2 separate regions of the Mus musculus genome follow, and region 2 is linked to region 1. Evidence: chromatin contacts called from public promoter capture Hi-C data. All regions are on one chromosome and are shown on one strand. The core of a region is the stretch at or near the end of the contact, and the rest is flanking DNA. Distances in the headings are between cores, read along the strand shown.

Region 1 (4,017 bases), core at 1,171-3,670:
TGTCTTACTACTTTGCCTAAAAATGGAAAAAAATAGAATTTCAAAGGTATTATCAAAGTTGCTGTACCCCATTCTAATTTAAAAACAGAATAAAAGCATCAAATTACAAAGCCACTGCAGATCTTAAGTCGCCATCTTTGAACATCTGGAAAGCCACCCTCTACTTCTGATTTGGGAATGTGTCCACCCAGAGGCCTCTGGTTAACACCTCCAGGGGCCAGACCAGCTGCTGCCCCTTAACCTTTGACCCTAAACTTCAAGTCTCCTCCCAAGATCGGGCATGACTGCTTGGTTTCTCTAACGGGGGAAAAAGAATCCCATCTCTGTAGGCACGTCAAATTTCAAACAGAAGGTGGAGGCCCATCTGGTTACACCAGGCTGCAATAGATAAAATCGGAAATGAGACAGACTGCCGGTTTGGGGCCTGTCTTGGACAGGCTTAGACAGCGTGCCACAGGCCCTGGTAGGTGGTAGCTCCAATGCCATTCAGGTTGGAGGGGGCAGACTGGGCACTAAACCAGCTAAAGGTCCTGGAGTGGATCGATGAGAGATTTCGGTGAAGGACGGCAGGCCACCGCGAATCTTGGTCTTTTTTCGGGGAGCCATGGGCGAGGCACCCAAGAACTTGCTGAAGGAACTTGACTTCTTCAAGCCACGAGCCAGGTCCTGGAGCATCAAGTCATCGGCCAGGACGCCCAGAAACGCACTAGTGGTGGAGCTGAGGATGGTGGCGGCTACCTGCACGGGGTGCCGAGACACAAGGCTCCCACTGCCACCACTGGCCGCATCAGGCTCCATCATAGATCGCAGGCCAGGGTCACCCAGTAAACGCCTCAGCGCGTAGGAGGAGCCAGGCCGTAGGTACTGGTAGGCACGCCGGCCGCTGTAGTCGCGGACGTGCACTTGGGCACCCAAGCGCACCACTAGCAGCACAGCAGCATCCTCGTGGCCGTGCAGAGCCGCCAGGTGCAGCGGCGTGTAGCCACCGTGAGAGCGCGCGTTCACGTCCACGGGCGCGCCTCCACGCCGCGCCACCTCCACCAGCTGTAAAGCCATCTCCCGGTCGCCGTTCTTGGCCGCCCAGTGTAGCGCGGTGAAGCCGGACATGAAGTCGCGCTTGGCAGCCAGGCCGCGGTCCCGCAAGAGCAACCCGTGCAGCTGGTGACTCCAACGACCGCTGGCCGTGCGCACCAGCCACTCGTGCTCCGTGGGCTCCAGGGGCACCGCGGGTGACGGTAGCGGCGCGACGGGCATCTCCTCCGTGTCCGGACTCAGCAGGCGCGGACCGGCGCGGGACAGGCGCCTGAGATGCGGGGAACGGCCGGGTCCCAGGTGGAGTCCCAGACCCGACTCCTCTACCGAAAGCCTCCGCAGGAGCATCGGGGAGCCCCGTGGGCTCGGCTCCTCCGAGCGCTGCCGGCGCAGGCCCTGCTCCTCCGCGCGGATCCGCAGCGCCGCGGGGCCAGGAACGACGCAGCGCACCGGCAGCATGCAAGGCTTCTGCGGTGGCACTTGCGCCGTGGGAGGTGCAGGCTCCGGGCCTGGCGACTCTGTGCTCGTCAGGGCCAGCCCCGACGGCACGCTGGCGGGTCGGGCTAGCTCCGAGGACCGAGGTAGCGCCGGATCCTCCGGCCCCCCGGGCTGTGGCGCTGAGCCTGATGGCGCCTCAACCTGGGTGACCTCTGAGGGTAGGGTCTCAGGGGTGTGCTGTAGCTCGGATGGTGCGGACGAGTCCTCCGGCGGTTCTCCTGATCGCTGTGGGGAGTGGGGAGCCCCGGGGGCACAGTTGTCCTCCGCTGGGACAGCAGCGCACTGGGCCAGCGCGGCTGGCACTCCAGGGCTGGAGGGGAGTGGGGCCTCGGGTCCTTCCGGCGGCCGGGGCTTCTTTCTCAGCACCACGAACTTGACCCCATCCAGCTCCTTCACCACGGCCACGTTGTTGACGAACTGCTTGAAGCGGTCCCTACGGGCCGCGCGGCCCCGTGGGTCCCCAGCGTCCAGCAGCGGCTTGAAGCGGCTCAGCAGCTCGGAGTTGCGCACCTGCCCGCCGTGCTCCCGCAGGAAGCCCAACACCGCCGCCTGGCTCACCCCTGCGGCAGCAGCGGCGGCAGCGGCGGCGGCTGCCAGCGCCATTCTCGGTGTCTGCGACTCCGGGGTCGCCCCAGCCGCCCAGCCGGGCTCACCTGGGACTCTGATTTCCGAAACTGGACTGCAGTCACGCCCTCGCCGCCGTGCTGAGAAGTCTCCGGGCGAAGGGCACCTGGGACTCCTATCCTCCGCCTGCGCCAGGCCTGGCCCCCAGACTGGGGGGTAGGTTGCTGCTGAGAGGTCCTGTCCAATGGGCGCCAGGCTCCATGCCCCTGTGCGGCGCTCGGCTTACAGGTGACAGCTGCCACTGGAGGTGCGGAGGGAATGGGAAAGCGGAACCTCTCTGCACTGCCCCCACCAATTAAAGGCGGAATTAAAGGCGCAGCGTTGCTCTTCAGCTCCACTCCCGGTTGCTAGGTGGGTGTGTTCCCTGGGGATGTTGCAGCGTATGGGCGAGGCGTGGGTATTTATTACCTTCAGCACTATTTACCACAAAATAAAAGCAATATTTTACATATATATGTCCTTGCACTGCATATATTGCATCAATACCTCTCCAATGTCTGATGCTTTTTATATAGGGGGAAAAAAACCAACCAGATTTACAAAATTCATAGCAAGAACAGTTCCCTGTGTGGTATTGAGTGCAGGGTACTGGAGGCTCACAAGAGGTTTAGGAAGCAGTTTTCTCATGATAGATAATACTTTTTGAAATGTGGAGCTTTGCGATCTACATATTTTATTATTCGTTGACTTTCTGTCTCTCTGTCTCTCTCTGTCTATCTGTTTCTCTCTCTCTCTCTCTCTCTCTCTCTCTCTCTCTCTCTCTCTCTCTGTGTGTGTGTGTGTGTGTGTTTTGTAGGTCAGAAAGAAGATAACTTGAGACATTGGTTCGGCTTTCCATCATTACATGGGCTCTGGAGTGCAAATTCACATCATCTGGTTTGGTGGCAGGCACCTTTACTCACTGAGCCATTCCAAAAATACCCCCTTTATTTTTGTCTCTATATGAAGTTCAAGTTGGTCTGGAACTTGTGCTGTCACCGCCTCAGTCCTGAGTGCTAGGATTATAGGTGTGTGCCACCATGCTTGCCCAAAATAACCCATTTCATATAGGATTTCAGGAATAAACCCACAGGAAAAAACAAAGAAGGAAAAAATATCAGCAGCAGAAATGACCATTAACATTTTGACATACTTTCTTCTACTATGAATTCATGTGTCTTTTATACTTTAAAAATTAAAAAAAAAAAGCAAAATAGAAACCATATTGAAGTGTTAAGTATGGAACCCAGGGCTTTACAAATGCCAGGATACAGCACCACACCTCCAGCCCATGCTGTTTCTAAAACTTCAGTTATTTCACAAATATTTATTGAGAACATAGCCAGGCCCTTTCAGGCTGTGATACATGTTAGCAGAGATAAACGCTTTGACCTAGCAGAGTTCATTTATCAGGAGGAAACAGAAGTCAGAAAGCTCTGTAATGTGCTATGTGAGCTATAGCATACCCTAGAAATACTATAGAGAACACTATAGTATAGAAATACTATAGAGAACACTATAGTATAGAAATACTATAGAGCATGGAGAAGCTCACCAGGGACAGGGTGGGGGTTTCAGCTGGGCAGTGGTACAGGACAGCATCCATTGTGAAGGTGAACCGAGGGTGTGGGGTAGGGAGTTATGCAGATGAGAAAGAACTTCTTCAGTGAGGGTGGAGGCGGGGTTGCTTGCTTCATTTTTGTTGTTTGTTGTTTCCAACTTTTATTTATGTGTGGTATGTGGTGGGCACAGGCAGACGTGCAATGGTGCAGGGATGGGGGTTAGAGACATCATCCAGGAGTTCTCCCCTTCACCATGTGGACTCAGAGAGGATTTAACACAGCTCAGACACCTTGGGGGGGGGGTGTTCTTTCTGAGCAAGTC
Region 2 (4,198 bases), core at 686-3,185, 1.3 Mb after region 1:
TCAGGTGTGGGTGTTAGGAACTTAACTCCAATCCTCTAGATAAGCAGCAAGTGCTGGTTTAACCACAGAGCAGAGATTTTTTTTTTTAATACAGAAAATGTTATTACAAAGATTATTACTGAAACAGAACTGGAATCACACTATCAATAAAAACACTGCATCAAAATCTAGTTCAGGAGAAAAATAAAACACCATCTTGTTGAAACCATTCTTCCTGTCGCTTTAAAACCTACTGGGATTTTTATTAAGCTGACAAATGAAACCATAACCCAATAATCGTGGCCTTAAAAAGTTACTCATTAACTTTTAAGTAGGATGCTATGAATGAACACTTCCTGAAGTTCACCAGCCATTTTTCCAAGTGAAGTAGCCCTAGGGGTCTGGGGAGGTCCTTACTTGCTACATCGATACTACATAATGAACTTCATGCTCAAGCTTAAGAGAGAAACATTTCCAGGTTTTGTTCCCTTCCACAAACAGAATTCAAAAATCTCTCTGTGCTTAATATGTGTCTAATGAGTATGCTGGGTAAACTGTGATGTTTAACCACCAAGGCGACATTAGATCCCCTCCCCTAAAGTTCAGAGCTCTCTCTCCCTGGCTCATAGAGATCCAAGACTGACCATGCCACAGTCCCTCCAAAGCCCACACACATCTTTACTCCTACTACATAGAAAGCTAGACCTCAAAATGCACCCCAAACATCTTTCTCAATTATTTTCAAAGAAAAGGAGAAATCAGGCCTGCTGAGAAACAGAAATCTGTAAGCCAACTTCTCTCAAAAATTTCACATCTCAAAGGTACTATCTGCTATGCTGGCTGGCAATAATGACCAACTAATTATTAATAGTTTACATGGGGATGGGGGACAGAAACTTGCTAGGCATTCTTTCCAATAGTCCTTTATCTGAGTCAAGAAGCTATGTGCCTCATCTTACTAGTAGGAACAGTTCTGTGTGGTGTTTTAAGATTCATTCATTATATCAATATTTTACTAAGCAAGGGTCCTTTAAGAGCATTTAATTTTCTTTCTTTCTTTCTTCCCCCCCCCCCCTCTTTTTGTGGCGGGTGGGAGTACTGGGGAACTGAACTACTCTGGGCCGCCTCCTACATGCAAGGCAAGTTCCCTACCACTGAGCTGTACTCCCAGGCCCAGAACGTCTCAGTGCTGCGCTCTGCACATCACTACCAAACTCCTCCAGGAAAGCTCGGCAGTAGCAATCACTGCCGCTAAAACGGAATTCCCAGGGTTGCCTGAAATCAGCCGGCACCGGGCTGCTCCTCAGCTCGAAATGCGGACGTCAGCGAGCCGCTACCTACCACACCCGTTAGTAATGCTCACCACCGTGGCCGCGAGCTCCCGGTGCAACAACCTGTAAGAGTCGCCGCAGCGACTGCGAGGCAGTGGCCCGGCTTCCTCTCTCGGGGTCCCAGGCAGGCCGGGCGGGAGTCGGGGTTCGGGAGCCCAGCCGCTCCGCGCCGGTCCAGACTGGCGGGGCTGCGGACTGGGGGAGGGGTCCGTAGCGCCTCCCCCATCGGGAAGGTGCAGGCTACGGTGAAAGCTGGCCTCACGGAGAATGAAGAGAACCATACGCCGGTCCTCGCGTGAGGACCTCGCCCAGACTGGAAAATGGAGCCGCCGCAGCCTCAGTCAGTCCGCAGCCCCAGTCTGCTGCCCCAGTCCGCAGCGCGGAGAGGCCCGGGCCGCGCTCGCCCTCAACCTTCCGAGTGGCGACCCTACACTTGGCGCCTCGGGCGGCGGGGCCAACGTGGGGCCCTCTCCCTCACTCACCGTCGCCTTTGTCTCCGCCGCCTGCTCCAGCCGCGCGGCTCCGAGCGCCGGCTCCGAAGCTTCCAGGATCTCCACACACCAAGCAGCTGCGCTCCCCGCTTCGGGCTCCGCCCTCCCGCCTAGGCTCTGGCGCGCAGAGGCGGAGCCACAAGCGGTGTGTGCGGCTGCGCGGCTACGCCCCCACTACAAGGACACGCCCTGTCCCCCCCCAGTAGGCGGGCTGGTAGCTGTGAGGCCCCGCCCAGTGAGGGAGTGGCGAGACCTAGGGGATGCTAGGCGCGCAAAGAGTGACCGCTGGGTGGGCTACGGGGAAGATGGATGCCGCTGCCTCGCGCCACAGCACCTTCCTGTCCGGATCCAGCCGTAGACGTGCCCGGGCGAGCAAGGCGCTGCTAGGCAGAGCTGGCCAGCACCAGATGTCTCTCACGCTCAGATCACGTTACTTTCAAGGAATCAGAATCACTGACTCATTGGAGAGTCAAGAATATCTACCTGGCATTTGAAAAGTTCGTCTCTGTGACTTCTTGTGGGATCGTTTTTTTTTTTGGTTTTTTTTTTTTTTTTTTTTTTTTGGTTTTGCTTTGACGTTGTTTGAGGGAGGGCCTTTTTGTAGCCCCAGAGTGGCCTCAAACTCACTATATAGGTAAGGATGGCCTGGATCTTGTGATCCTCCTGCCTCCGTCTCCCAAGCGCTGGGATTACTAGTGTATGTCACAAGCTTAAGGACTTTTGGAGTAGAACCCTGGCTGACCTGGAACTCACAGCAGTCCTCCTGCCTCAGCCACCACATTTTATGACTACATTAACTTTACACTTTAGGCACCCAGAAGCAAGAAACAAATGGACGCCTTCCCACTGAAATCTAGCCACACATACTCAGACAGGGAGCTGCATGACCATCACTATTGATAGGAAATTTCTAGCTTGTTCAGTGACAAAACTGGAGTACTCCTTGGTTCCTCTTATTCTCAATTTCACATCCATTCTGTCCATAAGGGTAATTGGCGTGGTTCTACATTCAAACAAAAAGAAAATCAGACTGTTCATCTACATTGTTTCTGTCATCCGTGGTCCCAGTCACACTTCAGTGGCTTTCTTAAATGACCTCCCTGACCACCATCAACAAACTGTGTTGTCAAAACAAGAGGGAGAATATCCTCCCGCAAGGAGAGTCAGCTCATGTCTCATCCGATCAAAATCCACCAGTGTTCCCGTTACTGTAGAAGATAACATCTTTACAATGGCTGACAAAGCCTCTGAGATTTTTTTTTTTCCCTATAGGTCTCAGAATTCATCTCCAGTCTCACTGGTGCTTGCAATGTCCAGTCTATACTCAGGGACTAGGACATTCTCTAATGTCTGCCTTCTCCCCTCAACTCCACTCAGATCTTCTTTAACAATGATGCGTAGCCTAAACCCACTTCTTTACATTGCTACAGGCTCAATCCTTCCCCCATCTATCTGCCCTTGTTCTCCTGTTCCCAGAACAGTCTGCACAATTTATTCTGTTAATTTTGCTCCTGTCTTCCCCACTAGAAGCTGGGTGTTTGGGTTGGCTGGATTTGATTTCTGCAGTGCTGTAGGTGAAACCCAGGGCCTTGCTCTGGCTTGGTGAGTACCACACACATGCAGACCTTTGAGGCTGGGGATAACTGTTCTAATCAACTAATCAGTCCCAAGTGCCTAGAGGAAATGAAAAAAAAATTAAATACCCCCAAGATGTTCAACAACAAAAATAATCAATTTTATTTTCAGTTTCCTCTTGATTCCACTTTCTGCCAGTCAACCAACCATTAGATTTTAACCTACATCAGACCATAAACATTTGGACTTCTCAGTTCTTTTGTGTACAGTAACCATTTACTTGATGTTTGATGCAATTTTTGACCAGTGACATCCCTGTACCCTATTTCACTGAGTAAGAATAATGTGATAGGGTAGAGAAAATTTGATATAGTACTTAAAGGTATGCTGTTTTGAAAAAACTTTCCTAAGACCAAAAAAAAAAAAAAAACCAAAACTTCCCAAGTGTCATACATTGCTTGCATTGTTCTTTGACATGCAAATATGGTCACCTTAAACAATATTTTCTACCACTTATCCATAAAAGGTAGCAATCCTTACGGGAATTGTTACACATTATTTAATATTCTATAAAAGTGTGCATCTGGGTGATGGTGGCCTATGCTTTTAATCCCAGCACTTAAGATACAGAGGCAGGTGGATCTCTATGAATTCAAGGCCAGCCTGGTCTACAGAGCAAGGTTTAGGACAGTCAGGGCTATACAAAGAAATCCTGTCTTGAAAAACCAAGTAAATAAATAAGTGTGTGTGTGTGTGTGTGAGAGAGAGAGAGAGAGAGAGAGAGAGAGAGAGAGAGAGAGAGAGAGAGAGAGTTGCCTGTGT

The links. Promoter capture Hi-C pulls out the DNA fragments that hold promoters and counts their contacts.
Region 2: a contact with region 1 is called in a promoter capture Hi-C map of liver, with 2.3 times the contacts expected there. The contact joins the promoter of Cdc42se2 here to the promoter of Sowaha in region 1. A contact is called at or near these places in 2 of 39 promoter capture datasets (cranial neural crest and liver) and 1 of 115 datasets of contacts at active chromatin or transcription factors (microglia).

The regions. Positions count from the first base shown.
Region 1 is chr11:53,477,775-53,481,791 of GRCm38.p6, forward strand. It overlaps Sowaha (sosondowah ankyrin repeat domain family member A), which reads right to left and starts at 2,421. Exons shown (of 1, transcript NM_183173.2): 1 at 1-2,421. The coding sequence starts at 2,133. The coding sequence ends at 487.
Region 2 is chr11:54,785,768-54,789,965 of GRCm38.p6, forward strand. It overlaps Cdc42se2 (CDC42 small effector 2), which reads right to left and starts at 1,936. Exons shown (of 6, transcript NM_178626.3): 1 at 1,793-1,936.